2 separate regions of the Zea mays genome follow, and region 2 is linked to region 1. Evidence: chromatin contacts called from public Hi-C data. All regions are on one chromosome and are shown on one strand. The core of a region is the stretch at or near the end of the contact, and the rest is flanking DNA. Distances in the headings are between cores, read along the strand shown. Region 1 holds the start of LOC103638141 (putative endo-1,3(4)-beta-glucanase 2). Region 2 holds the start of LOC100276116.

What was found. A called contact is a pair of places that touch in the nucleus more often than the background predicts.
Region 2: a Hi-C map of leaf shows a contact between it and region 1, with 3 times the contacts expected there. The contact joins the promoter of LOC100276116 here to the promoter of LOC103638141 in region 1. A contact is called at or near these places in 8 of 25 Hi-C or Micro-C datasets (ear, endosperm, leaf and 2 more) and 1 of 3 datasets of contacts at active chromatin or transcription factors (leaf).

Annotation. Positions count from the first base shown.
Region 1 is chr9:26,114,366-26,120,477 of Zm-B73-REFERENCE-NAM-5.0, forward strand. LOC103638141 (putative endo-1,3(4)-beta-glucanase 2) reads right to left here and starts at 3,819. Exons shown (of 2, transcript XM_008661123.4): 1 at 1,485-3,819; 2 at 1,199-1,482. The coding sequence starts at 3,680. The coding sequence ends at 1,420.
Region 2 is chr9:26,280,995-26,286,618 of Zm-B73-REFERENCE-NAM-5.0, forward strand. It overlaps LOC100276116, which reads right to left and starts at 3,717. Exons shown (of 5, transcript NM_001149985.3): 1 at 3,454-3,717; 2 at 3,283-3,353; 3 at 2,876-3,075; 4 at 2,635-2,761; 5 at 2,074-2,547. The coding sequence starts at 3,625. The coding sequence ends at 2,422. It overlaps LOC100277024, which reads left to right and starts at 3,844. Exons shown (of 7, transcript NM_001407164.1): 1 at 3,844-4,170; 2 at 4,257-4,362; 3 at 4,474-4,551. The coding sequence starts at 3,923.

The DNA.
Region 1 (6,112 bases), core at 2,569-5,068:
AGCTGCCGAAAAATATATTAGAAGAGAAAGTAAAATACAATTAGCATGCTCCTAGGGGATGACCACACCCTAAAACAAAAAAAACACGAAGAAAGAAGCAGAAAAGAAGAAAAAACCACTAAAACAATCTGGAAAGAAAACTTAGGAACCCATAACTAACTTGAACTGGTCCACATCCAAATATTTTTCTTCAAGAGTTTGTCGTTTCGTGCATTGATATGTTTCTAAGTCTACTGATGGTGTCAAGGTACATTCAAATATTTTTCTTCAAGAGTTTGCAATGTGCCTATTTGATTATGGCAAGACAGTGTTGTTGGACCATTTTATATGGATACACAAAAGAAGCACCTTGAAAGCACTACAAAGTTAACACAACTTGAGGGTCCAGATTCTGGTGTTTTCCATCCCATGGATGATTGACTTGCATAAGTTATAATGCTTCTCTTGTCATGAAGTATAAAGCAAAAACATATTTGTTGGATAGCCACAATGAGTTTGAGTTTGAGATTGGGACTGAACCTGTTACTAATCAACTAGAATCATGTGTAACTCAGTTGTCAGTGAATCAAACTGCACATTTTGTAGCTGAATTTCCTCCTAGGGATTTAATCATGGCTGCATCTTCTGAGTTCTCACATGACCTCTCAAATGTATCTAGCGGTGAGCCACCTAATCTTATAATTTTATATCAGCAATCTTTTTTGAATATAGGTTCATCATGTACACATTTTAAACATTATGTATATGTTTTATTATAACAAAGTTTACTAAGAAATATACAGAAGCCGTAGCAAAGTACGGGCATTTGGTTGATAATCCGGACGTCGACCAAGCATCATGGCTCCCGACGAAGCAGAGGCTGCAACCAGCGCGCTGGACGTTGCCTGGGGGGCCTGATGCTGGCGGCGGCGGCTGTATAGGGGCAGCGGCAGAGCTCATGATCGTCGAGACCTTTGATACCAGATTAGTAGGAGCTACGTTCCCTATGCTAACGATATGTTTCCGTTGCAACGCACGGGCACCCACCTAGTTAAGAAAATAAGAGTGTCCAGAAGTTTAGGTTCTTTTCAACCCATGAACCCCACACGCCCACACTCTCTCCACTGGAAGCCCATCACCTGCTCGTCCACAAGCTGACATGAACAATCACTCGTGTTCAGTGGCGAAGCCAGGATTTCTCTAAGTGTAGGGCCCGATATAACACTAACAAATATTTATATCAGTTAGAAAAACTTAAATCATACAAATATATAGATAATGACATATATGACCATGAACGGATTATACAAATTCTCTCAATTCTTCGGAACATATTTGGGCCCCTAGTAATTTTTCGGCTCAAGAGTAGGGCCCGAGCCCTAGCGGCCCTATGCCTGTCTCCGCCACTGCTCGTGTTGCCCACCACTGCCACTGTCAGAGTCAGTGGCGGTACCAGCGGCAACGCCCGAACCCGAACCCGGCGTCCCCGTCCCCGACGACGTTACGGCGGGCCCGCGGCTGTGCAGCCACCACAACAGGTTGGTCAGCGAGTTGCCATTGTCATGCGCGGTGAGCGCGCGGATCTTGGTCAGCGCCGCCTCCGTGTCGTAGATCCCTTCCAACGCGTACACGAAGCCCTTCCACCAGTCGCCGACGCCGTCCCTGTCCAGCGCGGGGAGCGTCCACGCCACCAGGTCCCTGACGAACGCCACGTCCGGGAACAGCGCCTCGCTGATGGGCAGCAGGGGCAGCAGCTGGATCCCGAGGCGGCACTCTCTCCACTCGGGCGGCGCGAACCACAGCCCGCTGTCGCGCTTGTTCGCCCACAGCACCCCGACGACGCGGTTGCTCCCGCTGAAGTCCTCCTCGTACATGCCCTCCCCGTCACGGACGTGCCACCACGTCTGCGCCGCCAGCATCTCCAGCGCCGCGAGCGTCGCGCCCAGCGAGGCGAGGCGCGCGTCCCCGTAGGTGAGCCCCACCAGCGCTGCCGAGTAGTAGGCGTTCACGGCCTCGCTGGTGCTCTCCTGGTTGCGCCCGTCGGGGATCGCCGCCAGCCCCCCTGCCCACGAGTGCAGCGTCCAGAGGTCGAACATCCGCAGCCGCGTGAAGAAGCCACCGCCGTCCCCGGCCTTGTTGCACGATACCGTCATGAAATCGGCCACCATGGCGTAGGCCTGCGGCGCGTGCTCGCGGCCCCAGCCCGGGTCCAGCCTCGCCAGCACCGCGATGGCGTACAGGAAGTAGCCCAGGTGGTAGTGGTGGTCGTTGTAGATGCCGAACCCGAAGTCGGCGCTGGAGTCGCTGAGCCCCTGCAGCGTGACCAGCCCGCCCCACGTGGCGTCGTACAGGAAGCCGTTCTCCTGGAAGCTGCCGTCCAGCCACGGCGTGACAGTGGCCGTGAGGAACTCCCGCACCGCCGGGATGACGTCGGCGCACCCGACCTCCTCCGCGACCACCGCCAGCCGCGCGGCGCGCGCGACCGCCTTCCCGTAGAAGTAGGACGAGGTGGTGGTGACTGCGGCGGGCGCGAGGGCGCCCACGTCGGCGCGCAGCGCGGCCACTACCTCGGCCACGCCGTCCGCGCGGACGCCGCGGGTGGAGTGCCACGCCGGGGGCACCGGGTCGGCGCGCAGCGTCCAGCAGCCGCCGACGACGCCGACCATGTCGCCGTCGATGCTCCGGTACCGGAAGCCGTAGAGCACCCGCGCGGCACGGTTCTCGCCGTGGTCCGCGGCGGCCAGTGCCAGTAGGCGGAGGTGGAGCGGGTGCGCGAGCATCAGCAGCTCCCCGGGTCCCTCTCTGTGCCAGGCGTAGTCGACGCGGAAGGGCCGGTGGATCGGGTCCAGCGCGGCGTGCCCGGCGGTCGGGAAGCAGCGGCTGTAGCGGTCGAGGACCGGCTCCATGGACGCGTCCGGGAGGTAGGCGACCCGGATGGCGCCGGCGAAGGCGGTCGCCGAGAGCTGCGTGGGGCTGGCCTGCGCGAGGTGGATCGGGGCCGACGCGTAGAGCAGGAAGGTCTGGCCGCTGTCCATCCGGAGGCGCCATTTGGTGCCGGGCGAGCCGTGGTGGCTGGACCTTGAGCCGACCAGCTCGACGAAGGCGTGGACGGAAGAGACGGAGACGTCGATCGGTCCGGCGGTCGTGGTGACGGTGACGTAGGGGCAGCCGCGGACGAGGTGCGCGCGGAGGGACGGGGACACGTCGAGCGTGACGGAGAGGTCGTCGAAGGCCGACACGACGTGGCGCTGCGCGCTCCCGGCGGCGGCGTCGGAGACGGTGAGGTCGGCGACGAACGTCTGGGTGACGGACGACGGCGAGTGGACCCGCGACGGGTAGCACACGTCGAGCGCGCCGCCGCCCGGGGAGCGGACGGAGTAGGGGTGGATGTACTCGGGCATGTCCCCGTCCTTGAGCACGAAGTTCTGGAAGAAGGAGTTGGTGGGCAGCGGCGCGGCGAGGAGCGGCGGCGCGAAGAAGCGGGACGGGTCGGGCAGCACTGTGGACGTGGCGCGCGGGAACACGGGGTCTCCCTGGACCGGCGCGCCCGGGCGGTGGCTACCCTGGTGCGGCATGGTGGGGCGGGATCGAGTTGAGCAGAGCAGGAAGCGGGAGGGGAGGGCCTGGGCCGGGAGATAGCGCGGGAACGGGTGGCTGGCCCAGCAGCTCAGCTCTCTTCGAATCGATCGGCCCCTGCGCATCTTGCCTGCCTGCAGTCTGCAGATGCTTTTATATACTGCGTGTGTGATCTTGGTTGGGCTGGGCCTGGGCTTTTGGTTGGTCCGAACGATCCATCGGCATGTCCCCGCCCGCGTGTCATCAACATCAACACTAATCTTTATCTTTCTTCTTAAAAAAAACAAAGAGAGCGATTTTAAAGTCTCGGCAACGTTAATGATGATGACTGTAGTGCCGGCAATTGTAATTAGTTGAGTAGAAGCAAATAAAGAGGCCTGGAGCTTGCCGTGTCACGGTGAACAGAGCACGGATCGGGAAAAAGGCTTGCCGTGGCCGCGAGTGCTTGCCAGCGGCAGAGCCAAGCGAAGACGGCCGGCAACGGCAAGGCGGCCGTCGGTGCTCGCTGCTTCCTTCTCGTTCCGGGGGGCGCCACGAGCCCACGACGCCTTGTCTTTGCTTGGACGCGGCCGCACGAAACAAACATAACCCGTCCACGTTGCTGCTCTGCTCTGCACTAAGGCAACATTCTGCTAACATTCTCTTCAGTGCCACTGTGCCAGTGATGACGGCCAAACCAAACGACTGGTAAATCCTTCTCTCAGTAAGCACTAAGCAGCGGCGACGGCTCCAATTCCTCCACAGCTCTCCGTGCTCGCTGCACCTTCAGCCATGTGCCATAGCCTTGCAGCCTTGCAGGCAGTGGCCATCTACATCCTGGGTGTCGTTACGTCCTTCGCTGCCCTCTGCATCAGACAGTCTGCAGTTAGATTAGAACCAAGGACCGCCCTCCTCTCATCGGGACCACGGCATGCTCCGGAATCTGGATAGACGGTCAAGAACTTGGACGATCATGTGGAGTACGCGATCGCCCATCGCCACCAGCCGGCTGGCCGGTCTTCCCAGGACGTACACAGTGGGATGATGGCACCAAATAGCAAGAGCTTGCTTTGTAGCATTAGTATACTCGGCATGGTAACCTAACTTTTAAGCATACTTATACTGAAACTTGTTATTCTAAGAAAGTGATGGAGATGTCGTTCCGGATATTCCACCATATAACTTTTGTTTCGGTGGAACACGATCCAGCTTCAGATCAAAGGATCCGATCAAACATCTGAATTAGTATACCCCCTGTTTCATTAAGAAATAGGACCACAGTTTAACAGACTCCAACAGAACGTACTACTTATTACAATACTTAGCTCATCAAGCTAACAGTCATCATCTAACTATCCATAACAGTTTTGGATCATATTAGAGATCAGTAACCAAACAGACCTGCTAACCAGAATGCAAACACTCCCAATCACCCTAACATTTTACCAAACATGAAATTGGTAAGGGCCCACAGCAACCGGACCAATACAACCTGAGAGAAACCAGACAAGCTAAAGAACAGAAATTGAACACCGGCAAGCATCCTTTCAGCATCCAGATCACATAACCAAAAGATAACGCGCTCGGCATTAGAAGCATAAGCGATTATCCATCAGCACCCAGCCAAAATTTATGTTGAAGATCCCTTTAACCATTCTTCTGAGAAGGGAGCTTCCTTCCAGCAGCATCTTTCTTGATGTTTCTTTCTGAAGAATCGCCCAAGAATCCAACCAAGAGCAGCATAGAAGTACAATGTTAGCAATATTAGGAGAGGTGATGTTGTTGAAACAGCAATCGTTCCTAGTTTTCCATAAAGACCAAAGCACTGCACTACAACCAATAGTGATTAAATTTCTTTCATATTTTTTGAAGTTACAAAACCATAACCCAAACATCTCATTGGCATTTTTGGGAAGGGACAAAGACATAACAACCATCTGAATCACTTTCTAAGTGAAAGTAGCCACCTGACAGTTGTAAAAGATATGATTAATAGATTCCAGGCGACCACACCAATCACAATTTACATTACCATGCCAATTCCTTTTTTTTCAGATTTTCTTTGGATAAGATTTTATCTTCTAAAATCAACCAAAGAAAAACTTTAATTCTCTGAGGGATTTTCGCTTTCCAGATGAACCAGTATGGTTTTCTGGTCGTATTTTGTTTGAACTGTTTGTACAACGACTTCACTGAAAATCCTTTTTTATCAAGAATCCAATAAGGTTTATCCTTACTGTCCTTAAAACAGTATCCTTCACAGTCCATTTTTAAATTTTCCAAAAGATTAGCTCCTACTCCAAATAATCTTCTTTTGAAGATTAAGGAGTTGCAGCTATCTCTCAAGGCTCCATTCACACTTATCTCTTTATTAAGGGATAAATCAAATAATCTTTTGTATTTAATACAAAAAGGTTCATCCCCACACCATTTGTCCCTCCAAAAACTAGTCGCATAACCATTTCCAATCTCCATTTTTCTGTTTTTGCAATACTCCTCTTTACTATCCATAATGCCACGCCAAAATTGGGAGTCTCCTTGTTTTTTTTTCAACACAGACAGGGCTTTGCCCTTCATA
Region 2 (5,624 bases), core at 2,467-4,966, 170 kb after region 1:
CCCCTAGCTAGCTCAGGCTACGGGGAACAAGACTGGTGTCCCATCTGGCTTGAAGGAGGAAGAGGATTCCTCCTTGTGCTTGTGGCCGGACTCTCTCGAGTGTGTTCTTCCGAGCTTGCGGACTTGTCGCCGGTCCCGATCTCCCTCTTGGCGGATGCTCCCGACATCACTTCGAGTGGTTAGACTCTAATGAGGTACCGGGCTCTGATACCAATTGAAAGTCGCCTAGAGGGGGGGTGAATAGGCAAATCTGAATTTTATAAACTTTAAACACAATCTACAAGATGGGTTAACGTTAGAATTATAATCGCGTCCGAAAGAGAGGGCGAAAAACAAATCACAAGCAAATGAAAGCGGATGACACAGTGATTTGTTTTACCGAGGTTCGATTCTTGCAAACCTACTCCCCGTTGAGGTGGTCATAAAGACTGGGTCTCTTTTAACCCTTTCTCTCTCTCAAACGGTCACCTAGACCGAGTGAGCTTTTCTCCTTAATCAACGGGTCACTTAGACCCCTTACAAGGACCACCACAACTTGGTGTCTCTTGCTTGATTACAAGTTGCTTGAGAACAAGAATGGAGGAAGAAGAAAAGCGATCCAAGCGATAAGAACTCAAATGAACACAAATGTCTCTCTCTCACAAGCCGCTAAGTCTTCGGAATAAGTTTGGGACTTAGAGAGGATTTGATCTTTTGTTTTGTGTCTTGGAGTGAAGTATAGAGCTCTTGTATTGAATGCAATGACTGAAAACTTGGATGCCTTGAAGTGGTGGTGGTTGGGGGTATTTATAGCCCCACCCACTAAAATAACCGTTGGGGAGGCTGGCTGTCGATGGGGCGTACCGGATACTGTCCGGTGCGCCAGCCACGTCACCCAACCATTAGGGTTCGACCGTTGGAGCTCTGACAGATTGGGGCACTGAACAGTCCGGTGCCGCACCGGACAGTCACTGTTTACTGTTCGGTGCGCCTTCTGGCGCTGCTCTGACTCTGTGTGCGCTGTCCGCGCACTGTTCACATTCACTATTCACTTTTGCAGACGACCATTGGCGCAGTAGTCGTTGCTCCGCATGGCACACCGGACAGTCCGGTGAATTATAGCGGAGTGGCTCTCCAAAAACCCGAAGCTGAGCAGTTCAGAGTTGATATCCCTGGAGCACTGGACACTGTCCGGTGGTACACCGGACAGTCCGGTGTGCCAGACCAGGGCAGCCTTCGGTTGGTTTTGCTCCTTTCTTTTTGAACCCTAACTTTAACTTTTTATTGGTTTGTGTCGAACCTTTGACACTTGTAGAACTTATAATCTAGAGCAAACTAGTTAGTCCAATTATTTGTGTTGGGCAATTCAACCACCAAAATCATTTAGGAAAAGGTTTTACCTTATTTCCCTTTCAGTCCGGACACGTGTCGGCTCCGGAACCCCACCTGGCCTTGATTAAGGCCTGGGTATTCTTTGTCCCAGAATCCCGGGACCATGCTGTGAGTGGCCCGGACCCCACGCAGAGGGGTCCAGACCCCATCCGGAGGGTCCGGTCTGCACCCATGGAGGTCCTGGACCTTATCCGGAGGTCCGGTCTGCATATACAGGGGTCCGATACTTTCTCATGGGGTCCGGACCCACTGTTGTTACCTTGGAGTATATTGTCTTCTCTGGCTACGTGGCGGCCCCAGAGCCGTCCACGTGGTGAGGTCGGATGCTGCTCACTACGCGACTAGAGATAGTCGCGTGGGCACCGCGTCTTCATACTGTAGTAAGGGGTACCCTGTTTCAGGGTACCGACAACAACCATTTGCGTTTAACAAATATTTCTTCAATGATGAGGCGAGACCCCGCATCTGCTTGGGGAAGGAGTTTGCATATAGGCAGATGAAGATAATGGTAGCCACCCTGATACTGTGATACACTTCTTCAGATGAATCCAAGGATGCTACATACAAAACAATGTCTACCCTCCACATGGATAAAGGGCTCCAGTTGTATGCATACACACGTTCAACTTGAAATGCCAAAACAATATTTTTTTAATCCTTTGTTACTGTTGAAGACATGTACATATTCCACAACTATACATTGGGGAGGTTGGAAGAAAAACTCACTGAGTATAGATATCCTGAAATATTAGTTGATTATGCTCCAATTGCCACATCAAAGAATGGACTTGAACCAAATATGGGCAATTTTCCAAAATCCAAGCCACTGATCAAACAGTCAGCATTTTCTTTCTTAATCACATAATACCCTATTGGCAAGAGCACAACAATGATCCAATTGGAAAAACAAACACACAAAAGAAGAGAGGAAATCCAGACAGGAATATTTGTTCGGAATTGCCTACATGAGAGTACAAATTACACAATTGATACTCTAAACTTCTCTGATATAAACAGAGTAAGTTTGACAACGATAAACAGAGAAAATATCTATTGTGATTCTGCTAGCGTTGGAAGCTGCAGTCCAGGCCTCGATGTCCAGCCTTTGATATATCTGTAATTCTCAATTGCCTCTTTCCTCAGCATCTCGCGAGAAGCATCTGAAGCACTCTTCACCTATAGAAGTATAGAACCATCGATGTGTAATCCAGAATACAGATCGCACAAAAGGATTCATGTAGAGCCATGTGGAGAAGTAACTACCTTCGGGAATGACAATTTTGGTGGAGCCACAACAACTTCACCAAATTTGACTTTCTCGCGCCCAGGAAAGTCTGGTAGAGTTTCTGTCTTATTGTCCTTGCGCTTCTTTTTCTTCTCATCCAGGTGCCTAAGTTCATGGAAGGGCATGTCACTATTGTTTACATCTCCTACTAATAATGACATAACAACGGAGTTTAGATCAAATGCATAAGGGCAGTAGCTGCAGTACTAGAGAACTCACTGCTTCCTCCTCTGCTTCTTCGAGGCTGAGATGTTCTTGTCCAGTTCCTCGAAACGAAGGTCCTTAACATTTCCCCTCTTTCTCTTCCCCTTACTTCCCTCTGCATTCACATCCTCATTGGCAGCTGAACGTTTATCATTACCTTTAATATCTGATGCTTTGCTATCAGCAGGAACCACCAATGCCTGCTTCTTGGTTTTCTACATGAACACCATAAAAATTGAATTGAAGATAAAAAAACGCGAAGAAGTTAGCGCATCACATTCTTAACAGCATCTATTGCACAGACAACTGGCAGGCAACCATGAACCACAACAACACATGGTATGAATCAAGTAAACTGCAGTGAAGTGCGGGGCTGAGGACAAGCAGGGCCGAATTTTACTCTTACTCTACCCAGGAACTACCTTGTCCTTTGCCTTGTCTGTTGCTAGCTTGTTCTTCCTTAACCCATCGTCTTGCTTCTTGGGAGCACCTCCTGTGCAGCAATCATCACCACACCACCACCACGAGCACAATGTCAGGTCAGGGAGCAGAACAGGAGATTGGGCAGACCATCTATGGTCTAATTGCAGCACCTGAGGACGCGTCAGCATTGGCGTTGTGCTTGTTCTGGAAGGCGATGAGGCGGCGGAGTTTAGTCGGGATGGCCTCGAGCTCCCTCTGCTTTGGCGGCGGGGGCAGGCACGGTACCCCGCCGTGCGCCGCCCGGAAGTTCTTCTCCCTCCGCCGCTGCCCCTTTCCCGGCATCTCCTCCTCCGCCCGCTCGCTCGCTGGTTTGTTCGTTGCAGGCTAGCAGCCGCCGCCGTCTGCGCTGTGTTGCGGCTTGGTGGGAGAGACGAGACGAAACGAGGGCAGTAGCGTTGTGCTTAAAATGGGCTAGGCAAAAAGCCATGTGGGCTTAAAAGCTACACGTGGGCCTGCCCGAGCTTTTAACCTCACAAGGCTTTTGCTCCACGTGCATGCTCGTTGGGATCACTTTCCGCCGGCCCATCGAGATTGGTAATTGCTCTACGTGAACGAAGCTTCTGGAAACTCGCTGGCCCGATGGCATCGGAGGCCGCGATTGCTCGTGCGCAGTGCCTCCTTCGCTTCCGCCGCTGGTCGCCACTGCCGCTTCTTCCTCTCCCTTCCCCTCCCGCTACCACACGAGCAGCTTCCTGCCGCCGCAGCGTACGCATGGCCTCGTCGGACGGCTCTGCCGCGGCCCTGCCCAGCGCTACCGTCGATGTGCCCGGCGCCGGGGCCCCTGTCCTCGTCGTGGGCGCGCCGGGGCTCCCCGAGGCTGACTTCAGGTCAGCGTCTGTGGTCCCCTTCTCCGGTCCCGTCTGATGGAAAGCTCGCTCACGCGTTTGCTGGCTGTGGGCTCTGATAAGCGCAGGAACGCGGTGGAGTCGTCGCTGTTCAAGCAGTGGCTGCGGAACCTGCAGTCGGAGAAGGGCGTCCTCACCTACGGGAGGCTGAGCCTCACGCGGGTTCTCATCCAGGTGATATGCGTTTCTGCTGCTGGCTCGTCGAATTGTTGTTGTGCTCTGTGATTGATTGATTGGATGACGTTTCTCAATTTGCGCTCGATTGCGTCTGGATCTGCGATGCAGGGCGTTGACATGTTCGGGAAACGGGTGGGCTTTCTCAAGTTCAAGGCTGATATCGTGGACGAGGAAACCAAAACCAAGGTGATTGCTTGGAATGTTGCTGCTACTGTGCTATTGTCGTGTGGTCATTTAGGACTAACAATAATGGTCTGGGCAGTCCAAATTGTCTTATCGGAGTTTGATTGAGGGGGTGTAGGGACTAATTTTTAGTCACTTATTTTTTTTTTCTATTTTAGTCCTTAAATTGCCAAATACAGCGTATTTGTTAATTTAGGGACTTAAATTGAATAAAATAGATGTACTAAGGCCCCATTTGGTTCCATTAGTTCTAGGACTAAAGTTTAGTCTAAGGACTACCCTGTTTGGTTGTAAGGACTAAACAGATTCTAAATACATTAAATTCAACACATAAAAACCAAAATACCCCTTTTCTTGTTTTCTGTGTATGACGCTAGTTTTCTAGTCAAGAGCAATTGGAGTAAATGTTGTCCTTTTAGCACCCATGTGAGGGACTAGAGACTAAAGCCAATTAGTCCCTATTTTAGTCCTTTTGTTTGGCAACATAGGGACTAAAGATTAGTCCATCTAACCAAACAGTGCCTAAAAATTAGTCCCTAGAAACCAAACACTCCCTTATAGTAGCTTGAGGTATTTCTCCTAGACTCCTGTTAATAAGCATATACATATGTGATTGTACTTTTCCTTTCCCCCTTTATTTACAATTGATAAGGCACTACATACTGGTGAGGAGCAAACGAGCAGAGGTACATGGGTGCTTCGGGTCGATGTGGCTCAGCCTTTGCTTATGAATATTTAGGCTGAAGCACACCTGACACATGTGTAGTTCACTAGTTTGTGATGACGTTGCTTTTGGGACGGAATGTTACACGTGCCATCATAGTCTGAAGTGTTGGACAGGGATAGTCGCCTATGATTATTGTGTATTGATAGGACCCCAAGGGTCAACATATATAGGCAGACAGGAGGGGAGGAAACCCTAGGGCTGCCGCCTACAGGAGGATGGCGGCAGGACAGGGGGAAAAACCTCCCAACAGAGGTGGCGCAGCACCTATGGGCCGGGCCTGTACATACGCAGATGACAGCCTGCCCCCCCCCCCCCCCCCCCCCCCCCACACACACACAAGGCCTATACA